Regions from separate parts of the Sus scrofa genome. Here region 1 is linked to region 2. The links are chromatin contacts, called in public HiChIP or PLAC-seq maps. All regions are on one chromosome and are shown on one strand. The core of a region is the stretch at or near the end of the contact, and the rest is flanking DNA. Distances in the headings are between cores, read along the strand shown.

Region 1 (6,112 bases), core at 1,213-3,712, 700 kb before region 2:
AACTCAATAACAGAAAATCAGGGTCCCAGACAGTTCACTGGGCTGGTATTAAAAAAAATAAAAAAAATAAAAAAAGAATACCTCTGGAAACTGGACTATGAGACTATTTCTCCTCAGAAAGATTCTAAAACTACTTTCAATATAGCTGAAACATTTTTAATTTGCATCAAAATTTCCATTACTATAGTTCCATATTCCAATAAAGGCAAATGAACAATGCTATGAACTGAAAATTAAAAATACATTTGCAGTCATCTGATGTATAAACCAACTTTTGGGACACCACCTATTAAGTTGAGACTACTGCTGCTTATTACATAAAACAAACACTTTACCTTCTAATGGAGTATCTAAAAGGTTGGTATGCTTTGTTTTCACATGAGTTTCCATATCTTGACTACAATCTTCTATTTTTCCACAGAATGGGCATTCAGGAGGACTATACATTGTTTCATAAATTGATCCTTTTATTTTGGTTAGGTCAGACTGTTTTTCCTTACTTTTCAGAAATTTTCTGGATTCAGTTACATTCTCTGAATGAAAGCCTTTATGTTTTAAAGATCCTTCCTTAGGCAGACTTTGAGCTAAAATTTTCGGATGATTAGACGCACAAGCTGAATGAATACTTGAATTAACTTCCATTCTACACTGCAGGGTGCTGTCCGTCCTGTTGTCAGAAGTTCCGTACTGTACTGAATTAATCCTCTCAATGTTTCTTTCTAGCTCATTTTGCTCAAAATGAGCAGTTTCAATATGAAAACACATTTCATCATAACTCACACCTGACAATTTGCAAAATGGACATATAACATCATCTTCCATATGAACAATTAGGTGAGCCTTCATGTCTGGTTCTGAGGTTACTGTTTCACCACAAATATCACAAGAGAGCATGGTAAAGCAGGAAACTGAAAAAGAATACAGTATTATTTTGTTAGAAATTAAGAGACGAAGAAAAAGAAAATACATTCTATAAAGTGATTTGGAGTAACTATATTGGTTACTGAAAACTGGGTTATTTAGATGAAATTACTGTTCCTTGAACACACGAATTTATATCTAAATTTCATCTAAAATTTCAAGTAAAACTTGTGTTTCAAGCTTATGGTTTTAATAAAACAAAGGCAATAATGATGCAAATTAGATAATTTTTCAAAACTTCAAAAGGTGTGTCTGGCCTGAGGTAAAGAAAAAATAACGTTTATAAAACTGCCTGGGTAAGACAAACCAAATAAGAAAACAAAGAAAGAGAAGGAACTTTATCAAATGATATATCTAAATACAAAACTTTAAAGCTATAAACAAGGAATTGAGTAAATAAATCTTAATAACAGCAGTTAAAAGGTAAAGAGCTTTACACATATCAAACTAATTTAAGTACCATTATTACCATTCTACAAGGAGAAAACCCTGGCTCAGGTACCTCACTGCCTCCAGAAAATGGTTAGCCAAAATGCTAACCCAGTCAGGCCCGCTGTATTCTCAACTCAAAGAATAAAATCAGTGTGAGCAGAGTAGATTCCAGAGCCAAGAGAACTGGATTATTATCTCACCTTTCGTAATTTTAGGTAAGATATCTCATCTCTTTGAGGTTCTGCCTATGAGTTATACTAAATCAGCAGTCATTTTGAGGTACTGGCTACCGACAAAAAAGGTGATTTCGCTAAGAAATAATTCTTAGGCAGCAGTTCCCGCTACAACCTTTCCACTACATTATCTTTCAGCTAAAAATTATTTTAAAACAAACGGGAAATAAAAACAAGTAAACTATCCCAATCATTTAAATAAATTTAACTGTGTAAGAACTCCCTACATTGTCCTTATTTTTCTAATTTCACTTCATACAAGTGAAAACAGTCTCGACTTTAGAAGGAAATTCTCTCAAACCCTCAGTGGAAAGAACGTCACACCCAGAAAGGTTCTTTTTTGTGGCTGGGGCACCGCTGGACAGAGAACACGCTTCAATTGCCCAACACTTAGCTCAGAACGAGGGGACGAGAGATGTACGGAGGCCAGAGAGAGGTGCTGGGATGGGTAAGTGGTGAGGAGGTGGGAAGGGCCGGAATGCCACAAAGCCGAACCTGCTCAAAGATCCGTGTCAATCTCCCGGGCCAGGGCCTGAAACCAGCCCAGATACTAAATGGGTCAAAGGGTGGGCCTATGGAACGAGGGCTGGGATGGTCAGTTCCTGGTGGCTCGGAGAGACGGCGGCAGCCACCCTGCCCTGTGCTTAGCTTCCTTTTCGGGTTCTGATGCTGAGGCCGTCTGGGTCCGGGGCAGAAAGGTGCGTGCGCGGCGTCGATTACTTCTCCAGGCCTGAAAGACTGAGGCAGCCCTCTACACCCAGAGACTCACGGATAGCCGAAAAGAGAAGCAGCGATTCCGAACAACTTCAACTCCCAGAAAAATATTCAAAAAAGCTCTTCCTCTCCTTCCCCGAGTGAATGTACTCCCAGGATGCACCGCTCCACGCTAATCTGGGGTTGTAGTGCATTCTGGGAGTCGTAGTCATTCTTGCATCTTCCTGGCAAGGTTGAGATCTTTGTGAATGAATTCCCAGGGCTGGTCCTAGGGCATTACACGAATCCACAATACCCACTATCTAGGGCCTGACTCTGTAACGTTTTATTACATTATCAATAAAGAGTTTGTAATGCTATGTGCCAAATTCCAAACTATGGAGGATGCCTAAGGTATGTTCTTGCTGCAAGACTACAAGCTAACACTATCTTGATCCCTGAATTTAAAAATAAGAAACAGCTCTTGAGATTTAAAAAATACAATAGCAGAATTAAAAAAAAAAATCAGTGGAAATCTGTAAAATAATCCAAAAAAATTTCTCAGAAAATAGAACAAAAGGGAGGTGGGGTGGGAGAGAAAAAGAGCAAGAGATGGTCAACAGGAGCTTCTTCAGAGAAAGAATCATGTGTTATATATCTAATACATGATGTGCCTAGCATTACACGTGGAAAACAATTTGTTTTCAATACTGTTTGTTCGACCCCAGGGTGTATTACAAGGCTTTACGTGTTAAAATAATTTAGAGTACATTATCTGGAGTTACTCATTACATATGTCACAGACTATGTTTTTGTCAAAAAATCCACAGATGTTATAGAATCCAAAAATTTAAACACATGGCTAACTGAAAAGCTTGAAACAAATGAGCAGAGCGCAGTGGTAGAACAAATGAAGCTGAGGAGGCTCTACAAATCTCCATGAGTTTAGGACTTCTATCCGTTGTGTACACCGTTTTACCTTTAATACTAAAACAATGCCTGGCATAGATTAGGCCCTCCATCAATACTGCATTGTAAAATGAACGAATGAATTATTCAATCAACGAACGAATGAATGAATGAAAGAGTGAGAGCGGGCACAGAGGACTGGGACAGTGGGACACTGCTGCCACAGCAACTCCGCGGGGTTAAAATTGCTGAGCACGCGCAGGCGCCGGCTCCTCCTTGGGTGGGTGGGGCTGGGGCGCGCTTCTCTCCGCCCCTCTGCTGGGCTGTGCAGCAGCCACCGCCGCGGCCGCCGCCGCCGCGTGCAAGGGTTTCTGGGAGACGACCCTTGGGGTCTCGGGTAAGGGGCGCAGGTGGCCGCCATCTTGAGTTGGGAGCCTGGTCTCTATACTCATCGCTAGGGGCGGAGTGGTGGACCCACTGATATCGCAGCAGACGCCGAAGCCGAGGACAGGGAAGTTGCGGCGCTGGATAGTGCCACATTAATGAGTAAGTGGGAGTGACACAGACCAGATTGGGTGAGTTTAGGCTTTGGGAGCTATTGGGTCTTGAAGCCACAGCCTTACTTATAGGGTTCAGGACCAGCCCACGCTGGGGTTTTCTCAATTTCCTGTGGCAGACAGTGGTGGCGGGGGCGTGGCAGCCTCTCTTGAGGACGGGGAGGCGCAGGGAGCACATATACTCTCCCAGAGTCAGGCTGGTCTTCAAAAAGAACTTTAGGCAGGAGATAACATCCTGCTTCACTGTTTCTGGTAGTTCCTCCTCTTCAGTACATGGTCTTGTTAAGTGTTACCTCTCGCTCCTGGGACTCGGCCATCTCTCCTGCAGCTTATTAGAAGTTTTATGGTGTCCGGAATAAAGCAGATTGGGTTCCATAGGCCTGCATATCGCACCTTCTGCCTGCATAAGTTGCCTTCCACTTGGACGCAGGTGCCTCGAAAGGCTCAGTTTTGACGCCGGCAAGCGTGGGTTAGGTGCTTCTGTAATATCTGCCAGCTCACTGCCAAAGTGAAAATTTAATAGTGTCCCTTTGATAATGCATAAGAGATGAAATGAATTGAAAGCTGTGAAATGGGATAGTGATACTTCAAAAGAATATGACGTTGGCATTTACTCTTGGGCTTTTTGAACACATTTTTTTGTTTTTGTTCTTAACTATTTTAAAATTATGGTTGATTTAACAATGATTTAACAATTTCTGCTGTACATCAAAGTGACCCAGGCATACATGCATACACACACACATTCTTATATTATCTTCCATCATGTTCTATCACAAGGTTAGATATAGTTCCCTGTGCTGTACAATAGGACCTCATTGCTTATCTATTGTAAATGTAATAGTTTGCATCTGCTAACCCCAAACACCCAGTGCATCCTATCCCCTCCCCATTTCTGCCTTGGCAACAAGTCTGTTGAACACTTTTTTAATAAAGTATCTTCTGATTTGGTGTCTCTTAATTACAACACTAAGTGGTTTATGTTTTGTAGGGAAGTGACTTTCTCTTTTGGTAAACAAGAAATGACCCTGTTCTTTAGATCTTCAAGTACTGTTTGTTTGGGGCTCTGTTTGGTGCACTGCCCCCTTTGTACTGATTTTGTAGTTTTACTAATAGACACTAAAGCCCATATAAATGGAGGCTGTATGAAGACAAGAAATTATGTAAATGTGTAATCAGATTCCAGTTATTTGCCCAACCTCAACATAGTTTTTCAAAGAGCTGAATAAATAAATAAGCTTATGACTAGAAAAAAATTCCTCTATTTAACAACTTTAAAATGTCTGAATGGCATTTCTTATATTTAAAATAATTTGTATGAGACAGTAGCCTTTGAAATATGGTTAGTTTAAGCTATTTTCCACTGAAACATCCTCTTGGGTAAGGCACCCTTAAAGTTCATTTTCCTTGGATTTTACGTTCCCTTTATTTATTTTTGGCCGCACCCATGGCATCTGGACCTTCCCAAGCCAGGCATCAAACCCCAGCCACAGCAGTGACAACACAGGATCCTTAACCCTCTGCCAAAGGAGAGCTCTTGTATTCCTGTTAAAGTAACTGCAGTGAGGAGACAGATGTTAAATCAGAAACAAGAAGTTCTATAAAAAAAAAGGAACAAATGATATATAAGTTTTGGGGGGGCTGGATTTTATTTGGTTAACATTTACATTGAAAGATTTTAATGTCATTGCCTAGATAGTCTTAGGGTTAGTGTCTGCTGTGTATGTTGGGAGACACAAGGTAATTCAGTCAGATGTGGGGAGAAAATGTTAGAACTTCCATTTGTTTACCTTAATTTTTTTTTTTTCTTGGCCACGCTGACAGCATGTGCAAGTTCTGGGGCCAGGGATTGAACCCACACCACTCATGAGGGGTTGCTCAGCAGCAACCCGAGCCAGTGCAGTGACAACACTGGATCCTTAACCCACTGTGCCATAAAGGAACTCCCTAAAACTGTTCTTTAAAAAAAAAATTCTGTGTGAATTTATAATGGGGTAGTTTATTAATCTAGTAATATATGTGTATAAATATATCAAGAATGAATTCCCAAATGTATTTTGCATACAGAAGGATGTGTGATTTAAAAAGTTTAGAGGCCAGTGGTTTAGAAAATGCCTAATGTATAGGTGATAAATATTTTAAGAGGCTTATTGCTGTGAACATTTCATTTTGCTAAGATATTTTATACTTATTGAGTGTAATTCACTAACTAATGTTGAAGCCCAGTTTGCTCTGTAACGTAATGGACTCTGATCTCTGTTTTTCCCTTCCAAGAACCTAAGCTTTTATTGAGACAGAATTTTTATTCGTGAAACAGAGAATAATACTAGTTATTGTTATTATTAAGAAAGTTAGATTGGCCTATTT
Region 2 (6,643 bases), core at 2,636-5,135:
CCAATCTACTGCATGGCTTAGAAAATCATGTAGATATGTGGTCCCTACCTATCTGTTCACACTTACTTTGCATCTCACTTCTTTTGCCTTCTGATCTTATACCAATTCTTTCAATTCCTCAAATGTGTTAAGTACTTAACCATCACAGGTGCTTTCCACTTTCTGTTCTCTCTACCGGGACGGTATTGCCATTTCTCTTGGCATAATTAACTCCTACTCATCCTTTATGTCTTAACTCAATGGTCAGTGATCAAGCCTTCTCTGATCCACCAGAATAGGCTCTCATTATGCACCTCAAAGTTGGAATTTCACATTTATGTGATAATTATTTCAACAACTTCCCCAATAGAATCCAAGTTCTGTAACAGCGATAACTGTATCCGTTTTTGCTCTCCCCTGTATCCCAAGTGCCCAATACAGCATATGACACATACTTAGTACTCAATAAAAATATACTGGATCAATATTAAACTTCAAGTTCAATGCTGCAAAACAACCTTACTTCTTGTTTAAAAACAGAATAGCTTTAAAGCAGAAAAAGGATAGTAGATCACTGGTTCATTATCAGTGTAGCTCTAGACCAAAATTAAAATTTTCTCCACTGATGGCTGTAAAGAGTAAATCACTTTAAAAAGAGATACTGATTCAGCAACTACTGAGGGAAAGAAGGATGTGACAGAACATGTATTGTTTTGTTGTCATTTTAAAGAAGGGGTGAACAGGCAGAAGACTATATTTCAAGGCAGAGAGCTAAGTTTTTCTAAAGTACTGGTTCTCAACCTTTGTTCTACTCCAAGGCACCTACTACTGCTACTACTACTATTACTACTACCGCTATCCCAGTCAGTACCTGTGACTCCAGCACAGCTGTCACCAAGTGGCTCGCCACAGCGGGAATTCTCAAGCAGGTGGGAAGTATAAGAGAGATGTGAGAAATCTGAAATGGTACCACCTGAAAATATTCTGAATTCTCTGCCCTTCCCTCCCCCTTATAGCCATCCCTCTCCCCAAATATAATTTAAGGAAAAAAGGAGTCAGATAGATGTCATTTATATTTAATTTTTAAGTGCAACGTATAATTTGTTTTGCATCAACATTGTTTTCCTAACTACTAACTACATTAATATTAAATGTAGTATTAACTAAAGACACAAAGGACAAGGGAAGGGCTAATCTGGAAGGATACTCAAGACCAATTTAAACCATAAGTTGCCTATACTAGAGGTATCTGTATCTTAATTATGTTATGGTAATATGTTTTAAGGTATTTATCTCTAAAACCATTGACTTTTAGTGCACATGTGCTATATTAAGCCATAACTGACCTCAAAAATTATGTCCTAATGTATCCTTAAAACAACAGAATTGAATTCACTTACTAAGAAATAAACCGGCCAAGAATGTGTGGACATTTTTCTAAAATTTCAAGGTCTAAATAGATTGTTAACACTACATGAGACAACCTCCGAAATTCTGCAGATGATACAAAGGCAGGTCTGCTTTGAAAGGCACTACTAACCATGAACCTCCCTCCTCAATAAAACACATAACTGATTCCATGAAAACTGTAGAAATTGTTAAATGTAGGAATAACCCCACAGACAGAGAAGTCAACTATAACTGAAAAAACACATAATCACCATTTTCTGAGATCTTTAAGTCAAAGATTTCAAACATTCTCACCCTGTGATAGGCTAGCATTTCTTATTTTGAGAAATAATGGCCACCTTCTAAGCCAGGAGGTGGAACAGAATCAGAATATGTAACTACGATTTCTAAAAATAAACTTGCATAATTTTATTATAGCTCTGAATACTCATTTAAAAAATGTAAAGATGAAAAAATACAGCACCAGCTCCTGCTCAAAGACCAACCCTTTCTCCAAAATTGGGTTTTATATCTGACAACAAAAAATCACTTTAAAGTTTCCTTAATTCTTTCGAAAAATTAGTTAGATATTGTCTCATTTTTTAAAAGTTGTTTATCTTCAGTAGATACTTTCAGTTGTAAATTAAGAGTAGCCAAAGCCACTCTTGCTGTTATTCAAACTATTTCTAAAGACCATCCAATGCAATTTCACTACTATCTTCTAGAAACTATCACTAATCAAGAAATTAAGAGATATTTACATATACCTAGAATAAGAAGTGATTAGCTTCGCATCAACACTTCCATTCCAACCTCTTCAGAAAGGATGAAAGAAATTAACCGTCCTTGCAGTGGAGAAGAAATCTCCCATATGCAATTCTGTGCTAATCAAAGATAAATTACACCACCTCTTTCACAGCTGATAGGAAAGCAAAAGAACGCTAACCACTAAGCAAGGAGAGGATGTATTTCTGATATTCATATAGATTTGGATCCAATGGGCACTCTCAATTATCACAACTGATAGTAATGATGATTTCTTATGAAATCTAGTGTTCAAAGAGCTTTGTACATCACTGATTATACCATTTTTATCTACTTTAAAATGAAAGCTGCATTCTTGTATTTAAATTATCTAGTTAGACAATGCTCTTTATGTAACAGTGTTAATACATCCTGATTTCTAATTATTGTAATGTACTAATTTACTTTTCTGCAAAACACGGTAGTTTTGTTTTGCACCACCACTACTCTACCCACACCCAAGACTAGAAAGAGACTAAATCAAATGGTCATTCTTCACACACTCAAAAATAAATCTAGACTTAGGGAAATATGGTAAAGTATATAAAACCTCAATGTTAGAAGTCATGCGAATAACTAGGGCTCTCTGGTTGAATCTGCTTGTAATTTAAAGACCAACTAACTGTAAAGTGAGAAGGACACTGATACCATCTTGTTTATCCTACTAAATTTCCTAAGCTTTTATCAAATTCCCCTAAACAGTTCATGCAGACAAGGAATAGTCTGTGTGAAACAACAGAAATTGATCTGAAATAGCTAAAAATAAGGGCTGTGTCCGCTAGCGATATACAATCCTAGTTTATCAATGTGAAAGTAGATCCAAAAACTCAAATGTTAAAAGGTGTACGAAAGTGTTCTTACAATAGAGAATCTTTGAGCCCAAGTCTTAGGTTTGTTAATGTAATATGCACAAGTAGACTGATACACTTAGTTCCTGTTTCCTCCTCAAAGAGATACTAGGAAGGTGGATGACAGGCTCCCAGGAAGACCTACACGTCAAACTACACAACTTTTTCTACTCTAATCTCACTTCACTCTGCTTCCTGCACACAACGCACTCCCCCGTCACATATGAAAGCCCAGGTGCCCTGGTTAGCAGTTTTCTAGGGTCGTTTCACTGGTGCGTTAAACGGGACCTGATGACTGGAGCTGAATGCCACCCCTCCAGAGCCCATTGCTCACCTCTAGCTTGTGGTTGATTTGGGACACAGTCTGGGCTTTGTGGCAAAGCTGCGCGAAGCAGGAGCTCAGGCTGGTCATTTTCTGCCTCCCCTCATAAGTGATGTCCGCCTGATCCGGGTCAATCTCGCCCAGAAGCAGATCCACATCCACGAAGGCTTTGTCGAACTCCTTCTCCAGCACCTCCAGCCACCGGAACATGGATACCCCGCCAGGGGGGACCCCCACAGCACAAGAGGCACCCCCTGGGCCCCCACCGGCTCCTGCCGGGCATGGGCCGCCAGCCGACATGGCGCCGTCTAGGGCCTCCCGCGACTGCTGCTGACCCCGCTGTCCACCCGCGAGAGGAACTGCTGGGACTGCAGGAAGCCCCGCGCACACACGCTCCGTCGGTCCCCTCCCTTACCCTCACGCGGCTAACGCCGGCAACGCAGCCCGGAGTGGCAGGAGTAGCAAAGCTGAGGCGGCGGCGGCAACCGCACACGGAAGACTCCAGCAGTCCCACCTCCCGGCCCGCCCCCACTGCGCATGCGTAGAAAAGACCAAGGTGGACGCAGCCGGGAGAGACGAAGTGGGCGGGGCTAGGATGCGACGTAGGCCTATGAAAAGCCTCTGCTTGGGACCGGCCTGTCAGCCGCCATATTGACAACTGGCAAACTCTAGCTTGAATACCCGAAAAACAGAGGCTCGTGATGTTGGCTTCCAAGTTGGAAAGGCCTGAGGAAGAGAAGTGTCCACGTAGCAAAGCGGAAGAGATTCTGCCCGTTTGACTTCACAGTGGGCGGGACCCATTCTAAAATCGTCTGGGAAGTTGCTGCTTTGACGTACCGGGGGAGGGAAGGAAGAGTAAGGAAGGGCCATTTGAGCATGCGCAGTGGCCACGTTTTCCCTTTTCCAGTTCGGTTCCTGATTAGGATGAGGTGGGTAGGGTCGATGGACACACTGGCTCTTCTAGATAAACCAGGCCTTAAATTCCCGGTGGAAACTGCCTAGAACTGCATATTGAAGGACAACGGTTCACCAGGTTTTGCTGAATTAATACAAGACCTTTTGTCTTGTCCTTAAAAGGCAGGCGGCCTTGGATTCAAGTTTTAAACCCTATCACATACTAGCTGTGCCATCATAGTTGTATTCTTTAACCTCGAAGCCTCAGTTTCCAGCATTTACTTCACTCAGGAACAGGATAAAATGTTTTGCTTCAGTACTTGGCACTTGGTGTTCCTTATTACTATACAGGTCATGCTTTTTCAAGCAACTACCTAAAAAGGTGTACTTGTTTTTAAAAGTAGTACAGTGTTCCTACACATAAGACAAAATTATAAAGATTCATGCATTCATAAATATATTGAATGCAGAGTCCTATTGAGGCATTGGGGACACAAAAATGAATGGAGACATGACTCTCACTTAAGCGGAGCTCATAGGCTACTGGGTCTAACTCTCCTAGCTACAACTTTAATTTGAATTTTGAAAGTATTGAGCAACTGCTCTTTACCATTTCACCTACTGTCTCTCTACTTCAAGAGTAACCCCCAGTCTTGATAAGGAAAGGAGAAACCAGTCTGCGAGTAGGCTGGTAAGAACTCTCTTTCCTAGGAGTCATGGCCTAAGGGAATATTTTACCAGCACACTCCAAACTCTTCCAGTTTTCTCCACAGGGCAGGCCCTTCGCTAAGGCAATGTGGTGAGGAATAAGAAATCATAGTTTTAGGGTTTTTTTCTGGGTCACGGCAAACTCTACTATATCACCCGATAAAGTCCTTTGGCTTCAGCAAACAGCTAAGTAAAACTAATCAGAGATCCTTGCCTAGAGCTTAAATAGACCCTTTCACAGGGGCCTATTTAACATAAAACTAAGATTTACATCTTTCCCCGCTCCCTTCCAAATTAACTTTATTTTTATCAGCAATATTTGCAAGAACATCACTACTGCAGCTACCACGTCTCCAGCCACTTTCTCTATTCATAATATAGTTAGCAGTCCCATTTTCAGGAATTTAAAGTACAAACATAAAGTTGGGGTTGAGGGGCCCAGGTACCAAATCACAACAATAGCTTTCAGTTGTTGAATACACACTATGTGTTCGGCATTGTGCTGTTTGCTTTATTGCTTTGACTCTTACAAAATCCTGTGAGCTAGCTGTTGTTAGCTTTTTATAGATGCATCATAGAGAACTTAAGTATCTTGTTAGCTTGCTATACAGCTAAAAATCCACTGAGATGAGATTTCAATCTAGGTGTCTTTTCCTCCAAAATCCTAGCTGTTAATCATGGAGTATAGAAGGATGAGGAAATCCATTGCTTCATGTATAAGTTACCTGTGAAATGAATTGACAAATCAGTCCCCAAGTTTTTTTCGAAAAAAATTTCTTCCCAGTGATAAGCCATATACAACTGTTAATATATGAGAAATATTATCCCAAAGAGTAATTGTAATATTCATTTCTATATCTTACCACTTTCTCTTTTTTTTTGTTTGGTTTTTTCTAGGGCTGAACCTGCAGCACATGGAGGTTCCCAGGCTAGGGGTCTAATCCGAGCTGTAGCCATTGGTCTACACCACAGCCACAGCAATGCTTCTTCAACCTACACCACAGCTCACAGCAATACTGGATCCTTAACCCACTGAGCAAGGCCAGGGATCGAACCTGCAACCTTATGGTTCCTAGTTGGATTTGTTAACCACTGAGCCATGACGGGAACTCCTACTTACCACTTTCTTTAGCTTATATGAACTACTATTGAAAATAAATTTCATTTCTTTAAAAAAACATTTGGAGTGCCTGCCATGGCTCAGTGGAAACGAATCTGACTAGCATCCATGAGGCCGTAGGTTCGATCCCTGGCCTCATTCAGGGGGTTAAGGATCCAGCATTGCTCTGACTGTGGTGTAGGCCAGCAGCTACACCTCCGATTTGACCCTAGCCTAGGAACCTCCATATGCTATGGGCGAGGCCCTAAAATGACAAAAAAATTTTTAAAAAAATTCAACTTCATGTAACTGAAATGCATTTTAAGTGTTTATTTGTACCCAGGGCTCTGATCCTTGGTGAATACCCCCATTTTCAGGATTGAAGAACCAACTCCATTTCTGTGTACAATTTTTACAATTCCAAGTCATACCCTCTGTGTTTCAGAAGATTTTCATCTCCTTATTACCATTCTATGTAGCAGCTTCCACATCCTAATGTGCTTGCTGCTTGGTGCTATGTGACTATTTCAGATGCTCATGAGACACCTTCTAGGTAGACATCATCTTTTGTCCAACTTGATTGGGGCTTTACATCTGTGC

Evidence for each region. HiChIP or PLAC-seq counts read pairs in DNA pulled down with a chosen protein or histone mark.
Region 1: an H3K27ac HiChIP or PLAC-seq map of skeletal muscle shows a contact between it and region 2, with 5 times the contacts expected there. The contact joins the promoter of ZUFSP here to the promoter of GOPC in region 2. A contact is called at or near these places in 1 of 47 Hi-C or Micro-C datasets (heart right ventricle) and 1 of 2 datasets of contacts at active chromatin or transcription factors (skeletal muscle).

The regions. Positions count from the first base shown.
Region 1 is chr1:44,936,292-44,942,403 of Sscrofa11.1, reverse strand. It overlaps ZUFSP (zinc finger with UFM1 specific peptidase domain), which reads right to left and starts at 2,462. Exons shown (of 10, transcript NM_001243033.1): 1 at 2,082-2,462; 2 at 336-908. The coding sequence starts at 894. It overlaps KPNA5 (importin subunit alpha-6), which reads left to right and starts at 1,185. Exons shown (of 14, transcript XM_001925212.7): 1 at 1,185-2,034. The coding sequence starts at 2,031.
Region 2 is chr1:44,236,606-44,243,248 of Sscrofa11.1, reverse strand. It overlaps GOPC (Golgi-associated PDZ and coiled-coil motif-containing protein), which reads right to left and starts at 3,885. Exons shown (of 9, transcript XM_003121242.5): 1 at 3,355-3,885. The coding sequence starts at 3,642.